Regions from separate parts of the Gossypium hirsutum genome. Here region 1 is linked to region 2. The links are chromatin contacts, called in public Hi-C maps. All regions are on one chromosome and are shown on one strand. Each heading gives the region's core, a stretch centred on a gene start, on an enhancer-like site or on the middle of the called end of the contact. The rest is flanking DNA. Distances are from core to core; before and after follow the strand shown. Region 1 holds the start of LOC107894274 (histone H1). Region 2 holds the start of LOC107894410 (5-dehydro-2-deoxygluconokinase).

The links. A called contact is a pair of places that touch in the nucleus more often than the background predicts.
Region 1: a contact with region 2 is called in a Hi-C map of leaf, with 2.7 times the contacts expected there. The contact joins the promoter of LOC107894274 here to the promoter of LOC107894410 in region 2. A contact is called at or near these places in 13 of 34 Hi-C or Micro-C datasets (anther, callus, hypocotyl and 3 more).

What each region holds. Positions count from the first base shown.
Region 1 is chrA08:10,053,973-10,060,144 of Gossypium_hirsutum_v2.1, forward strand. LOC107894274 (histone H1) reads right to left here and starts at 2,494. Exons shown (of 2, transcript XM_016819578.2): 1 at 2,169-2,494; 2 at 1,144-2,064. The coding sequence starts at 2,351. The coding sequence ends at 1,405.
Region 2 is chrA08:9,899,113-9,905,385 of Gossypium_hirsutum_v2.1, forward strand. LOC107894410 (5-dehydro-2-deoxygluconokinase) reads left to right here and starts at 3,075. Exons shown (of 5, transcript XM_016819757.2): 1 at 3,075-3,634; 2 at 3,736-3,986; 3 at 4,096-4,387; 4 at 5,040-5,192; 5 at 5,930-6,273. The coding sequence starts at 3,272. It overlaps LOC107944207 (iron-sulfur protein NUBPL), which reads left to right. Exons shown (of 9, transcript XM_016879081.2): 6 at 223-349; 7 at 952-1,037; 8 at 1,495-1,620; 9 at 1,802-2,355. The coding sequence ends at 1,945.

The DNA of each region.
Region 1 (6,172 bases), core at 1,244-3,743, 150 kb after region 2:
CCTCTTCCTCTAAAGGATCCATTAAGGAATATATTGTGAAAATTTGTTGAAGTGGCTAATTGCTAATCACTACAAGAGAAAATAATATCCAGATTATAATATACTTATGATAATAGGTGAAAAGTATCTCCATAGTCAATCTTAGGTCGTTAGCTAAAACAATTCACAAGTTAAGCCTTGTAATTAATGGTGCCATCGGGACTGAAATCACCATTTCCATCCAACCACATTCTTAACTTCTTTCGTGACCAACAACCATGTTCCCTGTTTCTCAGGACAGTAAGCTCTGCTTGCACAGCTTGGGACCAACTGGGGCCTTTGAAGAGGCTTCACAAGTGGGATGGAGATTGAATTATCGGTTATGGAGAAAGGTTTAGTGGTATGGCTTAGGGTTCGTGATACCAGGAGGGCTGGAATAACTAATTGAAGCCTTGCCATACTCAAATTTTGTACAGCAGAGAATAAGAGAATCATTGACAAAATAAAAAGAAAATTAAGAATCATCACTATAAAGGAAAGCAATCAAGAGATAATAACAAAGAGGAAAGTTGCCTAATTACTCCTCCATTTATTCATTTTGCCCCTGACTATATTAACTAATTTTTCACTCCATGAAAAACCTAAAAGAAAAGCAAGCAATGAAGCATGTTAAATAACCACGTTTATAAGCATCAAGGCTCGACCACAACTCCACTCAACACAATCCAATAATTAGGTGAAGCTTTTAGGTTAGAAACCAAAATCGAAATAAAAATGCAGCAACTCATATTCCAAATAAATGCAGCTTTATAATTGCTTAAAAACTAGGCAAACTTGATAGTCACAACTTAAACCACGCATGATGAATTTGATCAGCCGTGCCAGTTACATCATTGTTCCACTTAATTATACGCATTTCAAAATTTTAGGATCAACAAATTCGTAAAAAACCTTAACCTTGGCTCCAGTTTTGAAGCAGTGTAGCTGCACAGAAGCTAATTCTTCAGAGCATTCCGCGCAACCTCTTTCTAACAGGCCACCGTTTCTTTGAATCTATTCCACCAAGCAACCCTATAAATACAAACCCTGGGCTTCTTAGTTTGCAATCTATTCCCTGGTGGGCAATGCATAAAGAACGAGCAGAACAATAGAACGCAGATAACATGATAAAATATCAGGGAGCTCTGATTTCATCTCATAATCCATTCAACTGAAAAATTACATCTAAAATCTGCCTTTAAACTAAGGAATATAAAAATTTAGCGTCAATCAACAACAACCAAAAAAAAAAACAACCCCTCGAAGAAAAGTTCCAAGAACAGATAAGATCCGATGTCATATTTTCCTGGGTACGGACCCAAATACACCAACTAAACTTCACTCGAATTTACAAAACTACCCCTACGTTGACCACCCTCTCTTCTCTCATTTCTTTCCCCTCCTCGACGTGGCTTTCTTCGCCGGTGACTTGACACTTTTCGGCTTTACACTCTTCGCCGGAGCTTTTTTAGCCGCAGGAGCCTTCTTCGCAGCAGGCTTGGGAGCAGCAGCCCTCTTTCCGGGGGACGTCCTAGTTGAAGTCCTCGAAGCCTTAACCGGCTTGTCCTTAGGCTTGGCTGCAGCTTTTGGCTTTGTAGCTGCAGTAGTCTTCGGCTTCACAGAAGCCACTGCCTTAGTCTTGGCTGGAGCAGCCTTCGCCTTAGAAGTAGCCTTTGGCTTAGCCGCCGGCTTACTCTTGGCCTTCGAAGTAGTTTTTGTCTTGGCCTTCGCTTTAGGAGTAGCTTTTGTACTCTTCCCTTCCTTAGGCTTTGAGGCAGGCTTAGACTTCGACTTAGTAGTAGCCGTTTTCTTTTTTGCAGGAGCAGAAGCAGCAGTAGCCGTCTTCGAAGATCTAGCCGATGGAAGTTTATACGAAGCCTTAACTTTGACCAACTTCCCAGCAGCCACAAGCTTCTTCAAATGGACAAGAAGAAGCTTCTTGAAATTCCCAGGAAGATTCTTCTGTTTCTCTTCAATGAACTTAGCAATGGCGTACTGACTTGAACCTGTCCTCTCTTTCAAAGTAACGATCGCATCTTTGATCATCTGTAACAAACCAATCGAGTATCAATACGCGATCAGACCCAGAATAGCAAAAAAAACAAAAAATAAAAAACAAATAACAGTATATTTTGTGAATCATGAAGTACCTCTTCGTAAGGTGGATGAGTAGGAGCAGCCCGTGGTTTCCGAGGAGCTGCAGCTTTCTTGGTTTTGGGTTCTTTGGTTTTCTTTGCTCTGCCAGATTTTGAAGTAGCTTTGGTCTCAGCAGTCTTGTCCTCCTCCGTCTCCGGTGCGGGGTCTGCCACGACTGCCGGCTCCTCGGTTGCCATTTGCTAGACGATGTAGACGAGAAGAATCCGGGATTAGGATTAGGGTTTCAGGAAAAATTGGGGAATCGGAAATATGATGAAAGGGGAATTTTGGATCTAATCTCAAAGCGAAGATGTACTGGTAATTTCGTTGTGGGAGGAAGGTGACGGAAATGAAGGGATTTAAATAGTCAAATGTGAGAAAGACGGTATCCATAAGATGAATTTTGATTGGTGGAGACAACTATCACGCGGATCCCTGTCTGTCTTAAGTTTAAATACGGATCGTTAGATAAGGCGATATCTACGGTTGAAGATTAAGGGGCGCAAGGGAATGGGTGGGGAGGAATGAGGAAGAATTGATGTTTTGAGCATTTTAGGTGTGCTTTTGGTCTCGATTGGTTTGACCATGACTTAAGTTATAGCTTATAATTTTTTTTGAAATTTTTTCCATTGTTAAGTTTATTATATAAGCTTTCTAATGAATATTTTTACATATTTTTTGGACAATTCATTTGTAAGATATTTGATTTTGAAGCTACATTGGTCAAAACCATGGTTTACCATGATGTTATTGTGGTTTAGGAGGAATTTAAGAAAATGCTTGTTATGAATCCAAAATTTTTGCATCTTATTTGATAATAGATTAACAAAGGAAACTAATGCTTCAAGAATCATGAAATTTGGTTAAGAATTGGATGGAAATTTTTCACTTCAAATGTTGTTGAAGTTGAACATGTCCTTTTGGCATGTGTGACAATACACATATCATTCAATTCATGGCAAATCAAAAATTGGAACCATATTTAATCCAAAACAAAACTTGATTTGTTATGTTGTATGTCACATTATTCATTACATTTGTTAACCTTAAACATAAAATGTGAATCAAACAAAAATTGTATATCCATTAATTAAGGTAGCAATATAAATCTTTCTTTTTTAACATGTGAACATTTGCTTAGCATGTATGCTCTATTACTATTGTCTAATTACACATTTCCTATACTCAAATATTCATTCCAATCATCTTATTCTATGATTATAAATTCAAAGTTCTTACTACACCACATCATATCTCATCAAAATAACCTATAGAATGCTTGGGTTTCTCAAAAACATTACATCTAAGCATATTTATTAATTTGGAGCAAAATCTTCTCAATGTAAAACTTATATGTAAGTTATGCATTAACTTCTCCACCTAAATGAAACATGTTAATGTTGATCTAAAGCCATATATATATGTAAGCCCATTATAAGTATAATCAAATCAATTAATTATATAGCAAGAGCATTAGAAGAATTAAGTTAATTTATCATCTAATTTTTGTTACAATGATTAGTATCTTCGATGTTGAACCTTTAACCTTAGAAAATTGAAAATGTTTGTTCAAGTATAAAAACAAACATCTTCTAAGACTTGTTTGATGTTAATCTTGGAGGATTAAAAATCTTTTGTTTAAGAACATCTTCAAAGCCATGCTTGATGTTCTCATGTAGAATTTTCAATGGATTTAAAAAGTTCATTTAGTAATTAGATTTGGGTGTAATTACTAATAATTACATATGTGATATATATGAGTAATTATTAAAATTAATAAATCTCATTGAATTGAGTTTATGAAGTGCACACAATTACTTGCTTTGATTCTTATGAGGGATTGAGAATTAAGGAATTGTGTGAGGTAATTAGCCATAATGAACTTCAAACTTCTTTTTTAACTCAATTTTGTAATTATATAACTATGAAATTACATTTTTATTATAAAATATTATATGAGAAATTAAGATATAATTACATTCTACTTGGTAAATATATATAGAGAATTAGAACACAAGATGGAGTAATTATTATCCTAACAATTATACTTCTTGAAGTATCCATATATGCTTTTACAATATATTTGATTCACTGAAATGGAATAGAATAGGAATTCTATAACCATTCAATGGGAATAGAATAGCGAGATAATAGGTTTTATGTTGTTTGGTTGGTTGAATAGAATAAACATGTAATAGTATCATATTGTTTGGTTAGGTAAAGCAATATTTCATAATAGGTAAGGAATAAACTTAAAATGACAATTTATCATTAGATTAAACTAATATTTTATCTAATTTCTTATTAATATCTTGTAATTTTTTAAAATCATTATATTTATTAATAAAATAAAATTGTAATAATTTATTTATTCCTTTCAAAAAAATAATAAATTATTTATAAAATTTTTAATGTGAATTTATTAAAATATTTTATAATTACTATAAATATTATATTAAAATATGATTCTAAAATAATAATTGTACATAATATATAATATTTAGCGTGTTAAAAAAATATTATTTATAGTATTCAACAATTATATAAATATTATTTTAATATATGATACAAATATTAAATGTTATTTAATTGTGAGAACTACTGAGCTTTTATTATGTGATGCAAGTCTCAAGATCCAATTTCAGACTCATGGATGTGATGGGCTTACATTACCTCAATGCCAATAACAAGGTCAAATGCTAAGTAGATCAAACCAAGATTCGATTAAAGACAATATGTGAGGATGAATCTTTTTGAGAAAACGAGGAATGATACACGCATGGAATGAGTGAAATTTATTAAAGTCAATTCAACCAAGTTGTCAATTTCAAACTGAAAAGATTAGTCAACTTGCGACAATTTTTTTGATAGGATCTAGACATTTATGGGCTTAGATGCCTACATAGTGTTTCTAGATCTATTTCTTAATTTGGAACGCGTTTTGAATCACTTGATTTCGAGTTCGAGAGCTCAAACTATGATCGTTTTAGAGAAAACTACACAAGCAAAATTTCTAGATAGGATTATGACGGGAATTATGAGTTTCCGACTTTTAATTCGAGTTTAAATCATATAGGGTTCAATTTTTAGGCTTAATTTTTATTATATATGATCCCAATAATATATTTATTAGGTATTATTATTTTATTACTTATTTATTCTGAATTTTGGATTGTTTAAGTATTTTAAGTTGTTTTGGAGTTTTTGTTTCTTGGTCAAACAAGAAAGTTTAGTTTAAAACTACTTCTTATTTAGATTAATTAAAGTTTCAGTATAGTTTAGAGTTTTATTTGAATGTACTTAGTTAGTCTATATAAAGGCTTCTTCCTTGTTCATTAAGCACACGATTGTTTTTCTTAATAAAGTTTTCGACATTGTTAATTTCTTTACAATATTTCTTTCTTGTGATTTTTAGAATTATTTTTCTTCTCGATTTTCTTCAATGAGTCATGAGAATTCATTCTTCATCTTTCAATTTGTCAAGGATTATTTATTAGAGGGTTGATTAGAGCTATTAATTGATTTGTTAAGTATTATTTCTTGAAGGGTTGATTAGAGCCATTAATTGAGTTTTTTGATCTTTATATCTCAAAGGGTTTAATTGGACACTTATCTATCTATCTATCACATCAATTGGTTTATCTGATCCCTCTTCCACATTCAAAATTTCGTTTATTTATTTAATTTTTTATTATTTTGAATATTTGTTTTTAGTTCTTAAATTTTTTATTTTAGTTTTTCTTTGTTGTTTTCTTTTCAGGTCAGATCTAAATATTCATTTTTTCTAGTCGAACAACTTGAATACGATCCTTCTTCCGCTTCCTCTGCCCAATTCTCTATCATTTGGTATCAAATTTGGGCATTTTAGGTGTTATTTGTGTTCTTATAAACTAATTTCCAGCAAATAACCTCAAAACAATTTTTTTTTTCTTTTTACCCAGAAATTTTTTCAGAAAAATTATTTTTCAGTGGGTAAACGTTTTCCAAATGATCTGAAGTTTAACATGCTGATTCTTAG
Region 2 (6,273 bases), core at 1,825-4,324:
TATGTCCCATAAATTGGAACTTGTGTATTTCCATCCTTTGCCTACTTTTGTTATTCATAAAACCTACAACCCCTGCAAAAAAAAGACTGCTCATAATATGTGTTACCTGTCTAACAAATGCATTTTCCAATCTTAAGAATTTTGGAAGCTAAACTGTTTTAAACATTCCTTCTCACATTTTAAGTTTACATGGTATTTTTTGATAGCTTAAATTTATTTCAGGTGATGAGTGCTCTTCAGAAAATGTCGAGGGAAGTTGCTTGGGGAGTTCTTGATATCCTTGTGGTGGATATGCCCCCTGGCACAGGTGATGCACAACTAACTATGTCCCAGAAGCTTCAGTTGTCAGGTGGATAATAAAATTTTAGCTTCTTTTTTTCCCCTTCTTTTGGTAGAAAGTGTTTGGTACTGTGCTTGAAAACTGACATATATCAAAATCAAGATGAGCTTGGACTAGTCATAAAACATGAAATACCTTTTTTGCTGGATGGGTGTTCTACTCGCTATGTAAATTCAAGCTTCATCTATCAAACCTCATTAATGTCATCATCATTCAGATCATTTGTGCCTATATATGATTTTTAGGTGATTTCCTTGATAAAGTTGAATCGCTTTGACATCACAATAGCTTGAATGAAAATAATTACTACCTTACTATGTTACCTTTTTGCCATCACCTTCTCCCGATTCTTTCTTGCGCGAATAAGAGGCTAAAATTATGATGTCTTTTATTTTCTAAGGTCTAGTTTGAGAAGGATAAGAACATCACTTTTACCCTCTCCCCAAACTCTATTTCCTTTCCTACTGTCCAACCACCAACATCCTTGAAGGGGACAAACAGAAATGAAGGGAAGCATATCTTACTTCACTTGCCCTATCTGATATATTCATTAAATTCAAAAACTTATGTTTGATGGTTTTTTTTCTTTAATCATTGTTTGTTTTTCTTAGGTGCGTTAATAGTTTCAACCCCACAAGATGTTGCACTGATTGATGCTCGTAGAGGAGTTAGAATGTTCTCTAAAGTTCAAGTTCCTGTAAGTCATAAGTTCTGCATGTATTCTCTCATCAGGCCTGCAAAGCTTGTTGAAAATTTGTGTATGGTGCCTAAATTTGGTATTGTTATGAAGTTTTGAAAAATGACTGCATTCAACTGCATGTGATATTACGTATTTATATTGTCAGTTCCTGTTACTTAGTACTTTAAGTTATAAATCTGTTTGTGGGATAGAAATGTCATTGTTGTCATTGAAAGATTTTGGTTTTATGAAATTCTTTCTGGGAAAAGTATAATATCTGAACTGTTGCCAACAGTGCATGGCTGCATTAAAGCATATTGGCTAAGCTTTTTGAGCATGTGAATGGTGTCAGCACCTTCCATAGAACTTCCTTACGGTGTGATGTAATAGTTTTGTTATGACTATAGATAATTATAACAACTATACCCTCTCTACTCTTGTGGAGTTAATTTTGAAATTCCGACTGCTTTTACAGATTTTGGGATTAATAGAGAACATGAGCTGCTTCAAGTGTCCACACTGTGGTGAAGCTTCGTTCATCTTTGGTGCTGGTGGAGCCCGTAAAACAGCAGCTGAGATGGGTTTGCAACTTGTTGGTGAGGTCAGTTGTTGATTAAAGTTAACCAACTACAAGCAAGTATTAAAGTGACTAGCTATAACAAATCAAAAATCATTAAGGAGGACTTTCTTTGGCCTAACTTGATGGCTATTTATATTGTTTAACGTAGCTGCTAATATTCAAAGCTGCAAATTTATATGATCCGTTACCAATACCTTCTCAGATACCCATTGAATTGGACATTAGGAAAGGCTGTGACAAAGGCATGCCGATAGTGGTATCAGCACCTGATTCCGCTGTCTCCAAGGCTTACCATGATGTAGCTCAAACTGTTGTCATGAGACTTGAGGATCTGGCAAAGGCATGAAACTACTCTTGAGGTTGGTCAGTGAAGTTTACTCGTGCCATCCATCTCCATTCCTGTGCTTTCGTGGTGGTGCTTTGTTCATCTTGATATAAATAATTTTTGAGTTTGAGCATTTTTGGTCATTCGATGACACTATTAAGCATTTGGGACCATAGTGATTAGGAAAACTTATTTGATGAAGTACACACTGAGACCAGTTTAGCTAGGAGCATACGATAACCAGTCTGCATTTCTGCACCGCAGATGGAAGGGATGAGCCCTTGATCTGTACATTTTTATCTGGTCTGTCTTTACATGGATGCCGGACACGGTTTCTTGATTGTTTCATGTTAATTTACTATTCTGAAAATAGATGACACTGAAATGATTTAAATTTTCGAAATTGAAAAAACATAGGTTGGGTGTTGCAACACTTTTGGTACTTGAGTTTTGAATCGTTCAAATAGGCCAAAGATGTTGAAGTCTTAAATCAATGATACATTGAATAATGTAATTTGAGCATATTTATATGCTATTTTTATAGCGGTCACTCTTTCTGCCAAAGAAAACCCCTGCCACATTTATTCTTGAACTTTTCTTAAGATTATATTGTTTGAAAAGTTAACCTGTAATACAATCCAGATAAACATAGATTCTATCTTTTTCTAAAGACAATTACGAGCTATTCAAAGGTCTTTGAAAACCATTCTAATGAAAATTATGATGGATTTAACTTCTCCATTCAACTTTGTAAGCAAACTTTATCCTTTTTTTTTGGAAAAGAAAAGATAAAAAGATGAAAATAATGTAGAAATGAAAGAAAGTGACGACATAATTGCAGATTCCATCTAGGAATCCTTCACTGGAAATCAAAAGTAAAAAGATGAATGAACATAAAACAAGTCTTTTATAGGAGTCGTTACTTTTTTCTCTCTTCTATTAACAAATTTAATCTTTCTATTAAAAATTTAATTCATTTCTATTATTTAACTATTTTATCAGCTAATGTACAAATAGATTTTTTTTTAATAAATTGAATAAAATTTCTAAAATAAAATTAATTTACTTTTTAATATAATATGTACAAATTAATTAATTAAATTTGATAATAAATATTGTTATGAGAGTTGGAACTTTGATTGACTCAACCCTTTGGAAATAAAAAAGGTAACATCTTTAGCCAATCGCCACCCATTCATTTATTCCGTGACCTTTTCCTTTTCAGTTTAAAGCATAGTTTTTATTTTGAAACTACTATTCCAATTTGTTTGCTCTCAACTTCCATTTCTTCTTCTTCGTCGTCATCATCAGTTTTTTTGACGCATTTTCACTTAGGCATTCAGCTGAATGAATCACCAATCAGTAGCCTTTAAGAACACCCAATTCCCTTTCCCTCCCCACCTTCACTATTCCACCCCTATCCCTTCTCGCGTCCTCTTTCCCTTTTCCCTCCATCCTAACAAGACCATCACCAAATCTCCCTACTCTGCCTTCTCTTGCCGGGGTTTCCATACCCCACTGCTCAATCACCCCTCTTGCTCTTTCCACTCTTCCAACGCTACCAAACCCGCCGCCGTCAAAACCGTCGATGTCGCCACTCTCGGCAACCTCTGCGTCGATATTGTCCTCAATGTTCCTAAATTACCCCCTCCTTCCCCAGATTCTCGCAAGGCCTTCATGGAGCAGTTATCCTCCTCTCCTCCCGATAAGGTAAAAAATGATTTCTTTCCCTAGTTTTTTGGATAATGGTAAAAGGAATGGTCCTCTTTTTCCAAATGGGTTTTCAAATTTATTCTCTTTTTGGGTCACAGCAATACTGGGAAGCTGGTGGAAACTGTAATATGGCTATAGCAGCTGCAAGGCTGGGACTTAAGTGTGTTGCAATAGGTCACGTTGGTAATGAAATTTATGGGAAGTTTCTTGAAGATTTGCTTCAAGCTGAAGGAATTGGTATGGTTGGAATGAGTGAAGAAACTGATGTTCTCAACGCCCCTAGTTCTTCTTATGAAACCCTCTTATGCTGGGTTCTTGTTGACCCTTTGCAAAAACATGGCTTTTGCAGGTAAATAAAAAAAAAACCTCGTCTTTTGGCTGTTTTTTTAATGATGTGCACGAAATTTGGTTGAGAAAATTGTTGCTGAAGTTTTATGGTTTTGTTTTTGTTTCATTAGTCGGGCGGATTTTAGTAAGGAACCTGCTTTTAGCTGGATGAATACACTTTCTGAAGAAGTAAAGAGGGCAATTAAACGCTCGAGAATCCTGTTTTGTAATGGTTATGACTTTGATGAGCTTTCCCCTCATATGATAATCTCAGCTGTGGAGTATGCAGTCGAAGTTGGCACATCGGTGTTTTTCGATCCAGGGCCGCGTGGGAAGAGTCTTTTAAGTGGAACTGCGGAAGAGCAAAAAGCACTTAAGCATTTCTTGAGGATGAGTGATGTCCTCCTTCTAACATCTGACGAGGTGCTTTTCTGAATCTATGGACATTTTCATTCTATTTTCCTTTATTCTCTGTTTGTGTTGTGCTTGTATATCTATCTTCCAATGCTTTCATATCTCATTTTGATGTAATTGTAATCATTTCAACTTTCTGAAGTTGCTTCACTTGATCGTTCGTAAAGTGCAGGCCATGGCCTTTTCTTTCTATATTTTTGCAGCAGTCCTTTTTGTTCCTTGTTGTCTAAGCGTGGTCAAAGCACCTTCAAGTTGAACCTGATGGTCCAGTCTCCTATTAGACCTGTTTCAATTCATGCCCGAATCATCTCAACTTTTGTCTAATCACTTGGAATGATTGTTCCTTTACTGATTAGTTCTTTAGCTGAACCATCAATCTAAGAATATTTGTCAACTATCCGAGATGAAAATGCTGAACTCTATACGTGCATTCATTTTATCAATATTCGTCTCCCTTTGCCTGAAAAAAGACAGGTGTTTTTAGGTTATAGAACATGAGTGTTCTTCATTCTTTGATTAATATTAGGTATGCCCGCAGCTTCGGAGGGTTGGATATCCCAGTCGGAAGTATTTGGGCTTTTATGGTATTTGATGTGGAATATATCTATCTAATAGCCTCTTTTGGCTGTTTACCTAATTACTTACATTTATGGACTTTCAGGCTGAATCTTTAACTGGCCTAGTGGACCCGATTCTTGCAGGGCAGGAGTTGCTGAGGAAAGGAAACTGCACGAAATGGGTGGTTGTGAAGATGGGCCCTAAGGGTTCAATTCTGATAACCAAGTCCGGTATTACTTGTGCATCTGCATTTAAGGTGAGTTATAGCTTCCTTGTATATCCGAAAACTTTAAAAAGTGTTTAGCTACATGGTGATTGTTATTTATGGAAATTCCTTGAATAAGTTGTCAAGTTGCTTTAAGCTTGGATGCCTTTCATTTTAGGTTGAAAATGTATTTTTAAAGTTCATGGTCATGTACACGTTAAGTAGTAACTAACAGAAGTTTCAGATACATATTTTGAAATGTAAATTGTCCCTGAAAATATGAAGCCTGTTTTCTGAAAATTTGCCTCCTTACAACTTGTAAAGAAGCTAAATATGACTAAACCTATCAATTCTGATCCGAACTTGAAAATCCAACTTGATCTCAAGTCCAACCCAACTCAATTTGATTATAAAAAGTCAACAACTTGAATTTGCCTAACCCAAACATGAATTGACCCAAACCTAAATTGGCCTGAATCCGAAGCAATCTGAACCTGGGACAACCCAAACCTACCACCTAACTTGAGATGACTTGAACTTAAAGTGGCCAAAATCCAAAATGATTCAAATCCGTAACGACTTGATCCAAATGACCACTTGAGATGATCTGAACCCGAAATTGACTCAGACCCAAAATTATAGGAAAGTATTAAATCTGAATCGACACGATCTAGATAGATCTAACCCAAAATCAATCTGACCCACCTAATTGATAGGTCTAATATAACCATTCTTTTGGATTTGGTCATTCTTCTAACCTGTCCGAATTCTTTTCAACATTTGATTAGGTGAAAATCATGGACACTGTCGGGTGTGGAGATAGCTTTGTTGCTGCCATTGCATATGGTTTTATACATAATATTCCATTGGTTACTACGTTAGCATTTGCAAATGCCGTGGGTGCTGCTACCGCCATGGGTTGTGGTGCTGGTAGGAATGTAGCTACATTGAAGCAAGTGGTGGAATTGATGGAAACACCCGACCTCAATGAGGATGATAAGTTCTGGAATGAGCTACTGAGGGAACATTTGGATTCACAAGAGGTCACATTTCTGTCAAAAATGGTTCTAAATGGAAGCAATGGCAGGATGAAGCATGTTACATTGCAAAAGGTGGTTTCTGAGTTGCTGCC